2 separate regions of the Sus scrofa genome follow, and region 1 is linked to region 2. The links are chromatin contacts, called in public HiChIP or PLAC-seq maps. All regions are on one chromosome and are shown on one strand. The core of a region is the stretch at or near the end of the contact, and the rest is flanking DNA. Distances in the headings are between cores, read along the strand shown.

Region 1 (3,955 bases), core at 155-2,654, 210 kb before region 2:
GGAATGGTTTGGGAATTCCTGTTGTGGCTTAGCAGGTTACAAACCTGACTAGTATTCATGAAGATGCAAATTCGATCCCTAGCCTAGGTCAGAGGGTTAAGGATCCCGTATTGCCCTGAGCTGAGGTGTAGGTCACAGACCTGGCTCAGATCCAGAGTGACTATGGCTGTGGTGCAGTCCAGCAGCTGCAGTTCTGATTTGACCCCTAGCCTGGAAACTTCCATATGCCGCAGGTGCGGCCCTAAAAAAAAAATAAAAGTTTCCACTAGACTATGTGCATTTTATCAGAGATTTGAGCTTGCACCTAAAGACTGGAAATGTATTGTCTCTGTCATCAGAAAGTTTTATAGGGAATAATTTAAGGGGCAAGATCATGTGGGTGCAGAGGGGCTCTGGATTTTCCTAGCCCTTAAAAGCAAGACTCTATTTTAACTCTGATGTCCAACTCTAGGCTGCTAGAAACATAAAGAAGGAAGCGCTGTAAGTACACCTGTTTGCATAGCGTTTCTGAAATTTGACCAAGATGTACTCAGTAGCGGTTCTGTAAGCAAAGTAAACAGGATTCTCTAAGGAAACATATCCATATCCATTTTTGTGCTTTCTAGAATAAATGTATCTCCTTCCAATGACCTCTATGTCCAAGATTATTGAAAGCCTCTGTAGATGCAGCCTCAGCAATAGAATAGATAACTTTAAAACTCTTTAATTTCAATAACATGGGACCATCAAGCAGAGCTTTAAATCCTTTAATGATTTAGAAGATGTTTCTAGTATCTGATAACTAGTCACTTTAAATCATGAGTATTTGGTACTCTAATCACCAAGGGAATGTGTGGCCAGGCCTCAGAAAGCCCTATTTCCCTCATTTACCTCTGAGATTAAGAGCATCCAGAAGACAGGCATTGTGTTTGCTCTGGGACCATGCAGTCCTTTAATTCCCATTGGCACCATCTGGACGAATTCCATTTTAAGAGCAAGTAGGTGAGGTCTTCTAATCATTGGCGGATCTCTTATCACAGAGCCAAATCTCCGTAACTACCAGGGGCTTAATCTTCCCCGGACAATGCCATATAAAGTGTTAGTCCCCAACTTTTTCATTAGAAAAAGAGCAGAGGGCTGAAGTGCAGGAAATCTGATGAGTCATTAGGGTGAGCTCATGGGTGAAAAATGGGGACAACTAAAATACTAAATGAATGATGGAAAGAACTTAAATTTCTATTAATGTCTTTAGGTTACGAAAGTAGGGCACATAAAAAAAAGGGGGAGGGGGGCTCATATGAAGGGAAACATGAAGGTGGACGCAGATAAAAAGAAATTTCAACAGAGGAATGCTTCCAGGAGACGGCACTGGGAGACGGCTCATTTTATTTTATTATGTAATAAAAAGGGAAAATGGAGGTTTATTTTTTTTTTTAAAGGATCAGGCCAAAGGAGTTTTTAGCATGTGTTATGAACTCATTCACAGAGGCACCAACATATTTTAGGGCAACGTTGTCTAAAAATAACTTGCTCCATCCGTCTGGGACATTTTTTCAGCCTTTTGCCAAGAATCCAATTAATGTGTGTCTTTTTTTTTTTTTTTTTTCCTTTCAGGCAACTTTATGTGGATTTTATATCTCATACTCTTCCATAAAGAAAATTCATACACCCAAGTGGATGTGAATAATATGATACATGAATAGCTAAGATCCTAAGGCTCATAATGCAATTACTTGATTCCCTCTGGCCCAGGATATTTATAAAGATCCATTAACTCAGTTAAGGTACTCTTAAAGCTCCCTTCCTCTGTATCCCCAGGTTCCATCATATTTCACTCGTGCAAAGAGCTGGCGCTCAGACTCTCTACTTCTATGAAGCCGGCAGGGAGTGGGCAAGGAAAAAAGTCTAGGGAATGGAAGCCAGACAGGGACGTTCTGCCTTGCTCGGAGTTTATGTGTAGAAATACTTAAATCTAAAGGGTGAAGCTGGCCTATCTTCCTGGGGTGTTAGTAAATAATAACACACGTTAGTAGCCACCGTGTCAAATGTATTAAGGAATAGGATGCACATGAACTTTTAAGGCAAAACACAATAAGACTTCAAAAATATTTCATGATTTTTTTTTTTCCCTAAGTGGGCTACTTTCGGCTGAGCCTCCAGCCTCCGGGAAAGCTTCACACCATAAAGCATAATTTTAGGAAAAAGCCATGGTGGGATATTCCCTGGGGGGAGTATGGCTATCATTCTAACAAAACAGTTAAGGCAAATCACTGTTAGCTATGGATTTTACTACTGGAAGAGACTTAATCTGACCTAGCCAATTATTTTAAAGACAAAACTGAAAGCAAAGATAAAAGGTAGAGAAAGGTCTTGGATGGGTTTTCCTTCCTTCTAACAGGGTCCAGAAGTAAAATTTTCCATGCAGTGAGCTGCTGACCATGTTCCAAACACGCCGTTGTGTGTTGGCTAACAAGCTCCTTTTGCATGCAAGGCCTTCTTCCTTTGGAAAAGTTTTACTCTTTCTTAAGACTGAGCTTAACATTATCTCCTTGCGTAAAACTTTTTCTGCTTACCCGAGCAGAGTGATCTGCTTTCTTCTCTGTGCTCTAATAGATCTGTAAATATAATTATGCTTTTAGGGCTTCTCATCTTAAAAAAAAAGGTAAACATTGTTCTTCTCTGATCTCGCTCTCCAATGCCATCCTACCCATGTCTGCCTCTTGATAGCTAGGAATCCCAAAAGAATTGTTTCCAAACTCAGACTGTTACTTACTTCCTCACCTCCCTTTCCTCCTCAGTCCACACCGCCTGGCTTCTCATCGCTCCACGTCACTGAAATTATTCTTGGTAAAGGCACCAGTGACTTTTATGCTGCCCAATCCCATGGCTGCTTGCCTTGGTAAATGTATAGTTTCTTTGTTTTCTTATTCTGCAGAAACGGTTTTTCCTTCCTCTACCTGAGTTCCTGGCAGATAGCAGCTATGTAATGAATATGAATGTGAAGGAATAAATGAATTAGTTAATGGATGCGCTGAGGTTGGTCAAAGGCTGTTTCCTGTTCTTGTCACTGTTCCTGATCCTTTGTACTTGGAATGACCCTAAGGCTCATAGCAGAGAAAAATGGGCCACGAGCCATGGGCTTTCTGGCTGGCAGTAAGCTGGACCAAACAGAATAATCATCCGCAAGGCAAAGTGAGATAGAGGCGTCCACCATGGGATATTGGCACCAGGGAGGAAGGAAAGTCTGGATACATGGCAACTGGGAGTTGGGGCAGAAAGGAGGGAGAAAAAGTAACAATATCCGTGGAGTAACAAAGGAAGAGAAATGAAGAACCAATGGGAGATGAAATCTGCCCATTTTCCCCTGCAGTTTCTTATTTAATATCTATCTCCTACTCTGCGTTGTGAGCTCTGTGGCAACAAGAACAATGTCTGTCTTGGTAATCAGAGTGCCCCTGGTGCCAACTGAAGCAACCATGCCTACTTGATGAATGAATGAAGGAACGAATGCTCGGGCAGATATGCTAAGCCTCGATGTCTCAGAATCATAGCCCCCAAAGCTGAGGAGGCAGGGCATTTGTTCCTACACCTCACGTCACCCAGAGGTCAGATTTCCAGTGATTGGTTCTGGCGCTCAGGCTCTCCAGATAAGCAGGAAATCCCTGAGAAAGCGTCCTTACATCTAGATATTCCAACCAGTTACCAGCCCAGGACATTGCAAAACCCGAGTCAACGGACAAATCCATCTTTTTATCCCTGAGTTGATAGCTGAAAATTCTAAAAAAAAAAAAAAAAAAAAAACCCACTTCTTTATAGGTAGAGATAAAAAGTCCGAAAATGCATTTATGCCTAGAGGGCATAGATGGGTACAGATGAGCAAATGACATTGGGTAATTTTTTCAGAAAACAGGGGGTAGTGTAATGAGGTATACAGTACAGGAGGGCCACAGGTACCTTAAGTAAAGGAGGATGCCTT
Region 2 (4,291 bases), core at 1,296-3,795:
GAACCACAAACGCTAAGGTCACAGACAGACATCCATTCTGTATTTCATTCTCAGTAGTTTATGAAAAATTACTCTTTCTGTCTGAGGCTTTCTTTGTGTAAGCTCAGATTTCATTTTGGAAATTCTGAGCAGGCTCTCTTCAATTAGAATGAATCATTTTTCCACATTATAAAAAAAAGTTGTAAACGTTTCTGAACAAAGTTGGTTAAGGTTGGAGAACTGGTTGGTCAAAAAGGAATGAGACCCATCCAATAATATTAATAATAAAGATTTTGTTTAAGTGGGGGGTGACATTTTTCAAGGAAAGATATTCCTTGTTCAAGAAGGAAAAAATGTCCCTTTTTTGAATAGCAGTTTTAGGAAATGGGAATTTGGATAATCCTTGGGTCAAGTAGGAATTTAAAAAAGAGAAACAGTCATTCGCAGAGCTTAACATTTTCATAGAAAGATTGTAAGTTTATAAGAGAATATTCTTTTCTCTCTTGTGTATCTAATTTTATATTTTCATGTGAAAACTCAGACTGATTCCTTAGATATGAGATCACAAGTCATACAGAACCGTAGTTGGAGTTTGGAATTAATGTTTTCAGTTCTCTTGAGAAGTTATCTATCTTCATGTTCACATTTAAAGGACATCAAAAAATTAACTGGAAATTAAGGGGCTAACCTAAATAAACTAATTTTCACTCAAAAATGATACAAACCAATAAATCAAAATGAACTGCAAAAAAAGGATCAGTAGAGATAAAAGCAAAAATAATTAGAAAGCAAGCTTTTTGCTTTTTAAAAGTCCAACAAAAAAAGACAAATCCATGCAACTGTGCGCAGGGAGGAACAGAAAAAACAAAAACAAAAAACAAAAAAAAACCCATGAGTCTGTAACAGAAATGAAAAGAGTAATTATCATAGTATGGCAGAAAGACTACTATGTACAATTCTGTTAATGTGCTTGAAAATCTCAATGAAGTAGGACAGTTCCTGCAAAATTTAAATACAGCAAAATCAGGAAGAATAGAATCCTGTATGGGAGAGAATCCCTAGGGGAAAAAACTGGAAAATTTACAAAGAAATACCCACCCAATCAGACACTGGATTCTAGATGGATTTTAAAGAGAGTTCTGTCAAGAAAGATACAAACAATGCTACTGGTGACATATGTGATATGCAACCTCAGTGTTTGTTTTTCTGAAAATATCTTTATTTTGCCTCCACTTTAGAAGGATATTTTCACCCATACAGATTTCTTTCTTTCTTTCTCTCTCTCGCCTTTCTTTCTTGCTCTCTTTCTTTCTTTCTTGGCTGCACCTGCAGCATATGGAGGTTCCCAGACTAGGGGTCGAATTGGAGCTACAGCTGCCAGCCTACCAGAGCTGCAGCAATGCAGGATCTGAGCCATGTCTCCGACCTACACCACAGCTCACGGCAACTCCGGACCCCCAGCCCACTGAGCGAGGCCAGGGATCAAACCCGCATCCTCATGGATACTGGTCAGGTTTATTACCACTGAGCCACAAGGGGAACTCCAAGTACAGATTTCTAAACTGGTTGTTATTTACTTTCAGCCTTTTAAAGGTGTCATTTCATTATGTGGTTTCCATAATTTCTGTTGAGACTTAGCATTTAGCCTTATTTTTGCTCTTTGGAAATAATGCATCTTTTTTTTTCTCTCTACTTGCTATTATGACTTTCTCTTTTGATTTTGTTTTATTGCCAACGTGTAGTGTATTGTTGCCTTTATCCTGCTTGGGGTTCTGAGTAATTTTTGTCTCTCTGACTCAAAATTTTTATCCCTTTTGGAAAATTTTGGGTTATTATCTCCACAAATATTGCTTTGGCTACATCCTTTCTTGCTTCTCTTCTTGAACTCCAATTACATGTGTTAAAATGTCTCACGTAATAGACCACGTCACACGTCTCTTACGCATTTCTGTATTTCCCATCCTTTTTGTCTTCTGTACTGCAGTCAGGATATATTTCTACTGCCCTCTCTCCAGCTCACCCGTCCTCTCTTCAGCTGTGTCCAATTTGCTGTTAAACTCGTTTTGAGCCCAAATTTTAATGACTATATAGTTTTCAGTTCTAGAATTTCTGTTTGCTCTTTGGAAGACATGGATTCCAGTTCCCTAGGAAAACTTCTCATTTATTTTCATGATCACATGAATGACAATTATTTTTAAATCTGTGACTGATGACTGCAATAATCCGGGACACCTGTGAGTGTATTTCTAGTAGGCTTTTTTTCTCTTGGCTCTCTTTCTTGGATCCTAGGGATTTGGGATTGAATGCTGCTGATTCCTGTGCCTGAAAGAGGGATCTGGTGAAGTTACTTTCCTCCAGAGCGATTCAGTCTATGTCTGCCAGGCAACTATCCAATCAGGGACTAAGGTTATTCAAGGCTGAGTTGTGGTGAGGCTGGATTTACTCTAACGGACCCCCTCTGAAGGGTCCCAACTGAAAGCCTACGGCATTTACAGAGTGCAGCCTCCTGCTCAGTTCCTGATTTCCAGATTTTAGCTGCACAACATCAGAGTGCCAAAAATTCCACTCTGTTTTCCAGCTGCTTTTCTTGGCTTCCTAGCCTTTCCCTTTATGTGACTAAGATTCACCGAGTACTTTAAAGAGAAAACCATCAAATATCAGGCTGACATCTCTGTACCTCCCTTCTTTTTTTTTTTTTTTTTTTTTTCTGGAATCTTAGCTTCTTGAATCCTGGCTGATCTGGGAGCCTCATGCTCCAGGTCTTGTTTCCTCAGACCTCTCAGACTGCTGAGCGCTCCAAGCTTCCCGGCTTCTCCTTAGCCTCTCAGGCTCTTTCTAGAAGCCAGGAATTGCTAAATGCCAAGAGGAGAAAAGCAGCTTTCAGAACGTTGGGCTCACTTCAGTGAGATTCCCTTCTCTGGTCTCTGGACCCATCAACGCCAGGTTATTGCAGCCACTCTCCAAAAACTTCAAACAGATGAGTTTTCACTGTATCCATCTTTTCCAGTTGTTCTCAGTGGGAGCAGCAATTTCCTGGTAACTGCTCCATCATACCTGGAAGTGAGAGTTGTCTCTTTGTTTCTTTTGACAACTTCAAAGAACGTCATTTCCTGGAGATACTAGAGCTTCTTCAACTGACTCTCTACTGAGAAAGATTTGGGTCATTCCCCCCTTTTGCTGTAACATACGAAGCCATGGTGAACAGCCTTCTGCATATGGCTTCATATGTTTACAGTGGACCATTTGAGATAAAATCCTGGAAGTATCATTGCTGGATAAAAGAGTGAATGCATATGCAATTTTGCTAGATAGTGCCAATTTCATTTCACGGAAATTGTACCATTTTGGGTCCCCGCTTGCAGTGTAAAAAAATACGTGTTTTCACAAAGTCTTGCCAAAATTTGCATTGTCAAGCTTTGGAGATCTCTTCAATCTGATAGATGGGAGACAGAATCTCGTAGGGCTGATGTGCATTTCTGTTATTGTGAATGAGGGCTCCTAGTGGCCTTTGAACTCTCTAGTCATACCTTTGCTTATTTTTAAAAATCAGATTATGAGTCCTCCTTCTCAATTTTTAGGAAACCCTTATTACATTAATTATATGAGTACTGTGTGATGTAAATTACACATTTTTTCCCAATTCGTAATTATCTTATGACTTATTTTGTTGTTTGCAATGTTGTCAAATTTCTTTCATTGTCCAGATTTTTTTTTTAATAGTTAGAAATTTCCACTCTGGGATTATAAATATAAGATTTACCCATGATTTCTTCTTGTGTTTGTATGTGTTTCTGTTTTTGTTTAATTTTCGTTTAGACCTCCAATGCATTTATAATTTCTCCCAGAGTACACTGTGAGAAAAAGATCTGTTGCTTTTTTTTTTTCTTCTATCTATTTGGCCCAATATGATTTAAAGTTCATTTTCCCCTCTGATTTCAATGCTTCTTTTGTCATATACTAGATTTTCCTTATGTATATTCTATTCTGATCCATTAGTTTATAAGTCTTTTCCTGAGCCAATACCTCACTGCTTTAATTTAGAGGATGTTGAATGTTTTACTAACTCTAATAAGATTAGCCATGCATTAAATATTCTTTCCAAGTATTTCCTGGCTATTTTAGTTGTTTATTCTTCCATACAAACTTTCAAATCTACTTGTCTAGTTCCAGGAAAAAAAAAAAAAAAAAACCTGAGGAAGTTATTGAGGCTGCATTAAATTTATAAAACTAATTTAGGGAGAAATAACATCTTTATAATGTTGGTTTTTCCTATGGAAGATTATGGGGTTTTTTTTTTCAATTTGTTCAAACT

Evidence for each region. HiChIP or PLAC-seq counts read pairs in DNA pulled down with a chosen protein or histone mark.
Region 1: an H3K27ac HiChIP or PLAC-seq map of skeletal muscle shows a contact between it and region 2, with 4 times the contacts expected there. The contact joins two enhancer-like sites. A contact is called at or near these places in 1 of 47 Hi-C or Micro-C datasets (embryonic fibroblasts) and 1 of 2 datasets of contacts at active chromatin or transcription factors (skeletal muscle).

The regions. Positions count from the first base shown.
Region 1 is chr7:8,000,775-8,004,729 of Sscrofa11.1, reverse strand. The region is part of intron 2 of NEDD9 (enhancer of filamentation 1); the gene reads left to right. Among named protein-coding and RNA genes, the nearest start is that of NEDD9, 91 kb to the left of the region's middle. Within about 2 kb of position 1,404, at least 16 of the 83 cell types and tissues checked have an H3K27ac peak or open chromatin away from gene starts, as enhancers often do. A contact at or near this core is called in skeletal muscle, where this site is marked.
Region 2 is chr7:7,791,070-7,795,360 of Sscrofa11.1, reverse strand. No RefSeq gene overlaps it. Among named protein-coding and RNA genes, the nearest start is that of SMIM13, 19 kb to the right of the region's middle. Within about 2 kb of position 2,545, at least 4 of the 83 cell types and tissues checked have an H3K27ac peak or open chromatin away from gene starts, as enhancers often do. A contact at or near this core is called in skeletal muscle, where this site is marked.